Regions from separate parts of the Zea mays genome. Here regions 2 and 3 are each linked to region 1. The links are chromatin contacts, called in public Hi-C maps. All regions are on one chromosome and are shown on one strand. Each heading gives the region's core, a stretch centred on a gene start, on an enhancer-like site or on the middle of the called end of the contact. The rest is flanking DNA. Distances are from core to core; before and after follow the strand shown. Region 1 holds the start of LOC100501933 (tetratricopeptide repeat (TPR)-containing protein). Region 2 holds the start of LOC100282000 (30S ribosomal protein S31, chloroplastic-like). Region 3 holds the start of LOC100501884.

What was found. A called contact is a pair of places that touch in the nucleus more often than the background predicts.
Region 2: a Hi-C map of leaf shows a contact between it and region 1, with 10 times the contacts expected there. The contact joins the promoter of LOC100282000 here to the promoter of LOC100501933 in region 1. A contact is called at or near these places in 8 of 25 Hi-C or Micro-C datasets (bundle sheath, ear, endosperm and 3 more).
Region 3: a contact with region 1 is called in a Hi-C map of leaf, with 4 times the contacts expected there. The contact joins the promoter of LOC100501884 here to the promoter of LOC100501933 in region 1. A contact is called at or near these places in 13 of 25 Hi-C or Micro-C datasets (bundle sheath, ear, endosperm and 4 more).

The regions. Positions count from the first base shown.
Region 1 is chr3:170,141,226-170,144,646 of Zm-B73-REFERENCE-NAM-5.0, forward strand. It overlaps LOC100501933 (tetratricopeptide repeat (TPR)-containing protein), which reads left to right and starts at 1,762. Exons shown (of 12, transcript NM_001196571.1): 1 at 1,762-2,027; 2 at 3,061-3,134; 3 at 3,216-3,280. The coding sequence starts at 1,861.
Region 2 is chr3:170,390,499-170,393,919 of Zm-B73-REFERENCE-NAM-5.0, forward strand. It overlaps LOC100282000 (30S ribosomal protein S31, chloroplastic-like), which reads right to left and starts at 1,918. Exons shown (of 3, transcript NM_001154915.2): 1 at 1,665-1,918; 2 at 383-447; 3 at 1-300. The coding sequence starts at 1,860. The coding sequence ends at 169. LOC100192826 (putative RING zinc finger domain superfamily protein) reads right to left here. Exons shown (of 5, transcript NM_001138017.1): 5 at 2,861-3,418. The coding sequence ends at 3,208.
Region 3 is chr3:170,295,277-170,298,697 of Zm-B73-REFERENCE-NAM-5.0, forward strand. LOC100501884 reads left to right here and starts at 1,597. Exons shown (of 24, transcript NM_001196523.1): 1 at 1,597-1,849; 2 at 2,004-2,098; 3 at 2,315-2,371; 4 at 2,571-2,721; 5 at 2,838-2,908; 6 at 3,048-3,172. The coding sequence starts at 1,801.

The DNA of each region.
Region 1 (3,421 bases), core at 512-3,011:
GGAGGTGGCAAAACACGGGTTTGCCTGCATGAATGGCGGGGCCGGCGGAACCAATCGCTCGCCCGCCCGCCCCCTGGCAGTTGGCTGCTTACGGCTCACTGTTCGGTTGGGCACTGCTGCTGCAGCCATCATCCATCTTTCGTCTAGCAGCAGCAGCAGCAGTTGGAGCACTGTTCGTTCCAAATTGCCCTGTTAATTTACTGTTTGGTAGGCCTGAAATAATGGCATGTTGTCTGCTTTTATTTACCCACTTACTACGTTCCATCTGTTCCAAACGTGGGCTTATCGCATGATCCATCTCCATCTCCATGGACCATGGCCGGGGCGCCAGTGCTGTGGACGACCGAAATGATCGTGCGTTCGTAGGTACTGCGTAGAACAGCGGCATGTGGGCATGCTGTAATCAAGGGGAGACCGTCCACGTCAGGCGCCCCTGGCCCTAGCCGCGCGCCATCGTGTGTCTCGTAGACGAAACGTGGAATGCATCTGGCTAATAGTACGAGGGCTAGATACTATTTGGATCTGGGCCCACCTTCACAGTCGCCGGCGACGATGATTAATTGCCGCGCCGCGCAGGTCGGGCAGCACATGCGCTGGGCCTCCGGTGCCGTATTTTTAAGCGAGCCGTTCGGCGCTCCTGGCACAGGCGAACAGTAAGCAATGCCTAATGCTGACTCATAAGCAGATTCCGGCAGCTGAGCAGCCGCCACGTCGGTCGACGACGGGCGGAGGCGCCGCCGGGGGGGGGGGGGGGGTTTCATAAGTCCCGGCTCCCGATCGATCAGATGATTCAGATCAGATTCTCACGGCTCGGTCGGGTGCGGGGTGCAGACAAAGCAGGGAGGCAGCTGGCGGTGCAGCGAGGTCGATTGGCCCTGCTTTGTCCCTCCCTTGTCCGTGCGTGCGCGCGTGCGCGCGCGAGCCCCGCTTGGACGGCTTGGGGTTTCGACGGTTCGGTTCGGTGCCGACGCCCGACGGGGCTTCACGGAAGGCGACGCTTGCTTTTGGACTCTCCGGGTAGGTTGGGGTAGTTGGGCGGTGCCACAGTTGGCGACGACTACTTTGCAGCGTCCCTCCGATCCATCGACCTGCAGCGCAGGCTCGTCTGCGCGTAAGGTCTCGCTGTCCAAGGGCTCACGTTAACGCCAAGGACAACCTGAAGAGCGCGTATTCCATTCGGCTTGCTGTTCGTTTCCTGGCCTCCATGGACGCTACGCTAGTTGCTAGGCTAATGTAAGCTGTCATGCCTCAGCCGGTGATTGAAAGAACAGAGTACTGGGATAAGAAATATCAAATGTTCTCCCGCGTAGCGTTGATGAATACTGAGCAGATACCATTACACGCATGCACCAGCTGGGAGTGCATATTCGTTGCCTAATACCACTGTCTACTTCTAGTTAGCAGCAATTACAGAGAACCAAAGCACGACTGGGCCTACTGCTCAGTCACAAGTTGCATTGTAACAAAAGCACCGCATGCCACTGACAAACTGCACAGGCCCAAGTTACAAACACGGATACGCTTCGCATCGCTTTCAAAGAAAAAAAAAAGTGAGCTCCAATCTCGTGAAGCAGATATCCATCGTTCAGGCCTTAATTTTTTTTTCAACCTAAAACCCGCATACGTATAAAAACTCATGGGCCTAATCCAAAACGGCCCAGCTGAAACGAGGACCGTAATAGGCAGCCGCTGGTGTGCGTGATGTGATCCGGGCCTGAAAGCAGTCGCAGAGCTGTCGTGTTCCTTTGCTCTCCCCGTCCATGCTTTTGCAAAATTGCTCCAGTCAAGGGCTAGTCCAGTGCCCCCTGAACCCGCATCCGGAGCTCAGAAACCCCCGCCACCGGAGCCCGGACGGAGACGATGCCGGAGACCCATCCGCCGCCGCCGAGGCCGGTGATGCTCGCCGACCTCAACTTTGAACCAGCGGAGAGCGACGGCGAGGACCGCCCACCGACCCCCGCACCCAACCCCGCCGCCGCCGCCGCCGCCGCTGCGGCTCCGGCGGTCGCCGCTGACTCGTCCACGAAGTAAGTTTACCAAGAATACTCTTCGATCTGAGCGTGAGGGGTTTCCCGCCACTTGTACACTTGGCCAGTCGGGTGCGGCACTGTGGTTGTTAGAAATCAGGGCGTTAGTACCCATGGGCTCATGCCCGTGGGAGCCGGAACCCTAGGGCTTGATGGAGTTATTCTTTTTTTCATAGGGGGGAAGTTCATGTAGCAACTCAATTTTTTGTGAGGATTGTTACGAATTCAACAAATATGCTGTCTACATGGTTCTGAAAATTCCGTGCATATAGTCCATATAATAATTGCTGCTCCTTGCTTATAGTAGTCTAATAAATCATAACCGTCATTTATTTGAACAGGAGGTAACATGTAGTGCTCTATTTTGATTAAGAAAAGGTTACCGGAACAATACTCAAATCGTTACAAGTTTACAAGCTAACTGTTGTGTCATAGGTTATCTCTGGTCACAAATTTTATTGAGTCCTTAGATGATGAAATTGTTTATTTTTTTTGGAAAATGAAGATTTATTTTCATCCCAAGATCAGTATATCGAGATGATACATGGCCTCGGAACAACCTCCCAGCCTCTGCCCTAAGTGATATGCACACAGTTTAGATTAAAAATATTCTGAGCATACTCTGGTGAGAACAAGGTTATTAATATAGCTGACTGTTGGCTATAAGGATCCTTACAACCTACCTCTTAGCCCATCCGTGTAGTAGTTAGCTACTCCCTATTAATATATGACCCACTTGTCTTACTCACAAAGCTTCTTGGTTCTTGTATCTAAGCCGGACAGTCGGCTGTAATTTTATAGCCTGCTTCTCTCTCTTCCCTCCTCTACCTCACCATTTAGCCCCTTTGCAGCCTTTTATTATACTTGCTCTGACATTCAATTCAAAGACTAGATCACCACCCATATGCTCGGGTAAAAATATCCTTGTCCACTCGCTTCAATTGTCACGATGCCGCCACAACCGTATCCTGGAACTCTGGCCATTGAAAGACGATGAAATTGGTGGGTGGTTTGATAAAAAATGTACTTGCAGGAGTGGCAATGAAGAGGGTGGTTTGACAAAAACTGTGATCACTACAAAGGATACCGACACTGTTGAATGTGAAGGTAGCATGATAATCGATGTGCAATGCAATGGCAGGAAACTTTTCTGTCGTGAATTGACTACTTACAATTCTTCATGAACAGATGTTGATCAACATTGTCAAGGGGCTTCTGCTCCACGTGAGGAAAAAGTTAGCAACCTGAAAGCTGTGAGTTCTTGGTTTTGATGCCATTTGAAATAATTAATCTTTCATGCAATAGATAAGTGGCAGTGTGACACTGTATTATAATACATTTAATGCCGTATGAACCCTGATGTTGTTTTACCTTCTTAATTTGTGGTACTGGTA
Region 2 (3,421 bases), core at 668-3,167, 250 kb after region 1:
AACCCAGTCAGTAGTAGGAACATTACTAGCCAAATGAAAGTGTGGCAGCCTACCCATCGATAATTATAGGCGAGGAAATAATTACTTAAAATATGTAGTATTTGATTTGGTACAAACTAGGCCAATTAAGCTCAGGGCAAATATAAAGCAAGGCAGAACTCGGACAACCTATTCCAGGATGTCCTCGTCAATCTCGATTGAAATGATCTCCCCATCATCGAACTGATCCTTCCTTGGAGGAGCAGGAGGGGCAAAGAGCCGCGCAGGCCCAGTTCCCTTCTTCTTGTTGCGCGGCCTCGCCTAGACATGATCAGACAGCTAAATAAAACAGAACAGGGGGAAAAAACCAAAAATGCGATGTAAATTGTGCTGGAGCACTCACATTGCCATATGAATGGTTGAACCTTTTGCCCCTTTTCGTTTTCTTGTCCCCTCTCCCGCAGTAGACTGAGCAAGACCAGATAAAGTTTAAAACTGTCTGTCAGTCCACAGGATCATCAGTATTGATATAAACAGAGGCCAAAAGGGACAGCACCCCAGTTGGGTTCGTAGTACAATCAGAGAATAAAATCCTGAAGCAGGCTATGGACACTAGAATTTCAGAAATTGATTTCAAATTATGATTAACTAAAACTTCTTTGAAGTACACGCATGAGAAGCATCCATCTTTGACTCTCTGTATTAATAAACCAGAAACAAGTGTTTACAACAGCTGAGGCCAGTGGCAACAGAGACGACCAAAACTATAGGCGGTAGTGATAAACAAGAGATTCAGCTTCCTTGATTGGCACTCACTCCTGACACCGTGTGAAGTGAATCAGTCAACCGGTAAAGGTTTAATAATCTACTACAGTAGTAGTTTTCAGTTCATATATATGCTCCTGCTCCTCGATACCGTAATTTTTTCGTGTGGAACAACTTAAGCTCTTAAGAATCCAGTTTCTAGAAACTAGTTTATAAAAAAAAAGGTTAATGGTGTTTAGAATCACCTTAATTTTTATAAATTGATTTTAGCTAGAGAAGACTAGCTTCTTGGTTTTTTAAGAAACTAGGAATCCAATTTCTATAAATTAGTTTGGAACCACGTCAATTTCTATAAAAAAAACTAGGTGCTTCCAAACAGACCCTTAGGCCATGTTTGGAAGCAACCTAGTTTTTAAGAATCTAGTTTCTAACTTCAGTTTCTATAAAGTGATTTATAAAAAAACTGGTTAATAGTTTTTAGAACCACCTCAATTTCTATAAACTGCCTTTAGCTAGATGGGATTAGCTTCTTGGTTTTTAAGAAACTGAGAATCCAACTTCTATAGACTGGGACAAAAGCTAGTATATTTGGAACCACCACAATTTTCATGAACCAGTTTGTTAAAAACTGGATGCTTTCCTTGGTCAGTCTAGTTGACCCAGATCGACTAACAGCATCACAACCTCCATCTCTTCTGGGGAGTACATTTCAGTAATAAATCCCTTGACTATTTCATAAAAAGAAGAAAAATCCCGATTGAATTGGAACGAATTTCCCAAGTGTCAGTGTAATAGTAGTCATTGCCTTTTCTCCCTTATTGCGTGGAAAACAGTAGCCATTGCTCGTGACATGTGTTAGAAAGAAACTACTCCTACATCGGACAAAAACAAGGGGAGTGAGGAGGTAGCTGTTTAATTACCGTCAAGAACTGGAGTGACGGTGGCCGACAAGACGGCGCCGACGGCGAACGCAGCCCGGGCGCGGGGGAAGGCGGCGGAGGCTGCGAGCGCGTAGGAGGAGGTGGAGACGTAGGATGAGACGGCGCCGTGGTTGTGAGATGGGAGGGCCGCGGCGGCGGTGGACATGGCCATGCCCTGGACGGCGAGCAGCGCCATGGGGGCAAGAAGGAGCGAGCAAGCGCAGGGAAGAGAGACTAGTGTGCTCGGGAATGGTGGTGTGGTGGATCAGGTTGGATAAGGGATAAAAGGGCTCGCAGTTGGAGCCACAGCGCACATCTAAGATGGGCTGCAGGGCTGGTGTGGGCTGGGCCAGAAGTAACCTTATCGGCCATTACTGTAAAGTATGGTGCACACACCTAGCCAGGCCGTCGTCGAGTCTGGTCAGGTCTTGGATCCTTTTCTTTCTCTTTCTTTTTTTTGATAATTAATATAATTAAGATGACCAAAGCTTAGCTTTGATTCATGCTAACAGAAAACAAAACCCTAGATGCTCCAGCGTCGTTCTCCGGCCCGTGCTTCTCCTGCTGAGTTAGGGTTCTGGTCCTTCTCGAATCTCGATTTCGGCGGTGGACTGGTGGAGGCAGACACTTGAACCCATGGTGGCCGGCCTCACGGCACCACCCGTGCAAGGTGCCAGCTTTCCGGACTGGATGAGCTCATGGCTTGTGCATCAACAAACCCTGAGGGTAGGGTGAGCGTCAAGGAGCGGCCCCGAGCTGTCCCCCACCCCCGTGCAGGCAATTTTCGGTCCTGGAGCTGGAGTTAGTAGTATTTGGGAGCGTGTGGCTGGAGCGATTCCAATTCATTTCAGCAACCGAAATACCGAATGGAGGAGTTGCCAAGGTCACTGTCAGGCACTCACCTGTGCACTACTGTACAGCACAGATTGAACGGTCGCTATCAGGTTCATGTCAACCGAGCAGAGTTTCAGTTTCAGTGCCCAATCATGAATAAAAAACCGATGGCCAAAATGTAGTGGTGGGAGAACGCCTCAAGCAAAGTGCCTTGCACGGAGTGGAGACGGTTCGATGGCATGACCTGACCACATGTGTCTTCTTTCTTCTGGAACCTCTAGAAGGAGAGGAACGGATGAATCCTCAACAACGCTCACGATTATGAATGGTGCAGGTGGCCACGAGAATTGAAGACGATATATATAGAGCAGAGAAGTAGAGGCCCCCTGATTTCTTCATTCTGAACAGTCCGGCAATTCGCCAGACGAGAAATGTCAAGCTAGTATATTATATATAAAACCCGAGACATTTTCCTTCTTTATTTACAACCATTACAGCGAGCAACGCCACCATGCAATAAAGCCAGCGCAACGGCGTGGCATGCCCACGAGAGTATCGTCTGTTGGTCGGCAACGGCTTCGCTTTGCCAACTCGATCCGCAGAGGATGGTCGGCTGCGGGTAACCCTTGTCGCTTGTACGCCGCGTCTTCTTCCCAGACCCCCTTCCTCTTCCAGAGCTTCAGAGTGGGGGGTGGGGGGAGGAGCCTTGCTAGACTAGGTAGTCGTAGTAGACCAGCAGCATGTTGTCGGGGACGATCAGGGGCAGGCTGTCGATGAAGCTGAGGAAGTGCTTCACGTTCTCCTTCTCCAGCGTCACCGTGTCGATCACGTCGTCGTCGCCGGTGAGCACCCACAGGTCTCTGGACCGGACCCTCTTCAGGCTCCCGCGGCAGAACGGGCATGACTGGGACCTTGTGTACCTG
Region 3 (3,421 bases), core at 347-2,846, 150 kb after region 1:
CATTGCGGGTGAATGGGGAAGTGGTAAACCGAACACGTCCTTATCCAAAGCCGACGGCCTGAGAGGCGGACGGATGTTTGTTGCGTGAGGATGAGGTCGCGGCTGTCACACAGAGGATGGAGTTTGTTGCACGGAGGATGAGGTTGCGGCTGTCACGTCCTCATTGCGCGCGAATAGGGGAGCGGTAAGTCGGGCACGTCCTTATCCAAAGCCGACGATGCGAGAAGGTGGGCAGAGGTTTGTTGCGTGGGGATGAGGTGAACGGGGCGCTGAAGTCACATCGTTGTCCTACCACATACAACGGAGCCAGGCAACATGCCTCGCCGCCAACACCTCGTCCAGGAGCTCTCGGACAACGCCTGCCACAGAGGGAGGCAACGGGAACGAGCCACCGGAGCCACGGAGGGAGGCAGAGGGCGTGATGGCGCTGAGTAGCACAGTCGTCCCTCCGATGAACGGGTCGTCAGAGCTGTGGATGAAGGCAAAGGGCGTGGGCTGCCAGCACCTTGTCTCCGGAGCTCCTGAGCAATGGGCGCCGTGGATGAGGCAAATGGCACAAGAATGGGATGCCAGAGTCGCGGAGGGAGGCAGATGGTGCGCACCGCTAAGCAACACGATCGTCCCTCTGATGAACGGGTCGTCAGAGGGAGGCAGAGAGCGCGGGAATGGTGTTACCCAGGTAGAGGGCACCGCGAGGGGCGCAGGCGAGGCTCCTGCGATGAATGGGGCGTCAGAGTTGCGGGGGGAGGCAGAGGGTGCGACAACAACATCGTTACCCAGACAGAGGGCGCCGTGGAGGAAGCATGGGCGAGAGGCTGTAGCTCGACTGTTGGGCACGCACATGGCGACATGGTTGGGTTGGGGGAGGGGACAACGCAGGCCTAGGCTAGATCTGGAGGGACAACAAGTTCATTAAGACAGAATATAAGGGACTTTTTTTTGCAAAAGCGACGACGATAGAACCGTTGAACCATAAAAACTAATGCTTTATAATAGTAGAGATTCTATATGCTTGATGTTTTTGTTGTGTTAGGTAACATGCAATCTTATCATTGTTTGGATAAAAAAACACTATGAATGAACTAGTTACTAAGTTGTGCAAGATCATTGCTCGAAAAACGGGGCATATGTATAACAACTGTCGTAGTTAGGTTATAGCTTTGTCATGCTAGATTTAATAAAATTCAGGTGGAGATGCTCTCCTCTCGGCGACAGTTAAAAAATCTAAGTTATTCATGATTTTATTTACTTTGTACCACTGGTCCACCGCCAAATTGAAAATCCAATTTATTAAATTGGAAGATCATATTGCTACGAGAGTCTTCAACTAAAATATCTTCTCTACTAGTACAAAGTATTAGTTTCCACCATTTTTGTTGTAAGCTTCGAGCTTACGTTTATATCAACCTAACCAACAACACATATCTTTTTATACTCTATATTCAAATATAAATGGAACCTTACTAGCAAAAGTTCTAATAATAACTATACAATGTGCTCAAGCAACGGCAGGTAATCACAACAAGTGAACACTTCAACTTTTACAACTCTCATAATAGGAAGCGGGCTATTGGACTCCGCGCCCACCCGTTGAACGGCCGAGCTGCCAACGACGGGGAGTAGTACCCGCCGGCGATTCCACCTCTCTCGCCACCACCTCCCCTCGCGTGCGCGAGGGGAAGCCCGGCGCCCGTTCGCCGCCAGATCAGCTCCTCCGCACCACCCTCCCCTTCCAGATCCTTCTAGACCTCGCCAGATCCTCCGAGCGCGGGCGCGCGGGGCGGAGATCTCGCCGGAGAAATGGACAAGTCCAGCGCTCTCGAATACATCAACCAGATGTTCCCCACTGGTACGCGCGCTCCCGCTCGAATCGGATCGGTGTTTCCTCGCTGGCACGGGGACTTTGCTCGTGATGCTGTGCTGCGGCAATGCGCTCGTTTCAGTGTGTGTTGTTCGGAGCTCCTAGGGTACCAATTTCCTTCTGGTTTTGCTGTGACCTGCAGAGGCGTCGTTGTCGGGCGTGGAGCCGCTGATGCAAAAGATACAGAGCGAGATTCGCAGAGTGGACGCCAGCATCCTTGCTGCTGTCCGACAGCAGGTTTGGCCTTGTTGTCCCACGTTCTGTGTCATTCAGTGATGCTATTTGTAATGTGTATACTCTGTTTTGGGACAGTTAAACTGAACTGACCAAACTGACGTCTCATACTTTGATCAGTGCTATGTCAATGCAATTGCACCTAATGAAAATATGAAATTATGCTTTTGATCATGGTTATGCTACACTGGATAATGGAAAGTTTCTTTTACTTAACAGAGCAACTCGGGAACCAAGGCCAAGGAAGAACTTGCTGCTGCAACAAATGCTGTTCAGGTATTTTTTTTCCACTTGCTATGCACTATTAAGATTTCCCACTATGAAGCAACTGGATCAGTTGATTAAGCATCGTGCCTGTTGCCTGGTCAGATAACTGGATTAGTAAAACAATCTGGTTTCTGAATTTGTTGCAGCATTTAATAGCGCATTACAAGTGAAATAAAAACAAAGTTCTAATCATATTTCATACTAACAGGAATTAATGCATAAGATACATGAAATAAAAACAAAGGCTGAGCAAAGTGAAACTATGGTTCAAGAAATCTGTCGCGACATCAAAAAGTTGGATTGTGCTAAGAGGCACATAACAACTACAATAACCGCTCTTCACCGTCTTACTATGCTTGGTTAGTTTCTCTCCATCTGTATTCTGTCCCCCCCCCCCCCCCCCCTCTCTGTGTGTTATGATATAGCAAAGGACATCAACCTCAGCTAAATCATGTTGCTCCATACTTATGTACAGTTTCGGCTGTTGAGCAACTTCAGGTTATGGCATCAAAACGGCAGTATAAAGAAGCATCTGCACAGCTGGAGGTAAGAATAATTTAATTAGCTGATAAACCTGCATAGGCTCTAGAGTTGATTTCAATGGATGGAACATTTTAACACTTGTTGTGATCATTTTGCATGATTTTGCACATGATTTCCAACCAAATTTATAACTTTGTTCCAGGCAGTGAACCAACTATGCAGTCATTTTGAAGCCTATAGAGATGTGCCCAAGATAACAGAATTGAGAGAGAAATTCAAGAACATCAAGAAAATCCTCAAATCTCATGTATTTTCAGATTTTTCAAGGTACATAACAATTAGTCCTTTTTGTCATTGTGAAAAGATACCAGGCTAATACCAATTAGGGTACTGCCAATTTCTGTCTAATTCCTGAGCAGTAAACTAAGAAAAGGACAATTTGAGTCCATGTATCAGCTCGAAACAGGTGAACCAGGAACAATGCGTAATTGAAGTTCTAAATCAGTACTCCCTCCATCCCAAAAATAAGTGCACCTCTAGGATTTTGGTGAAGAAATCAACGTTAGTGATAAATTA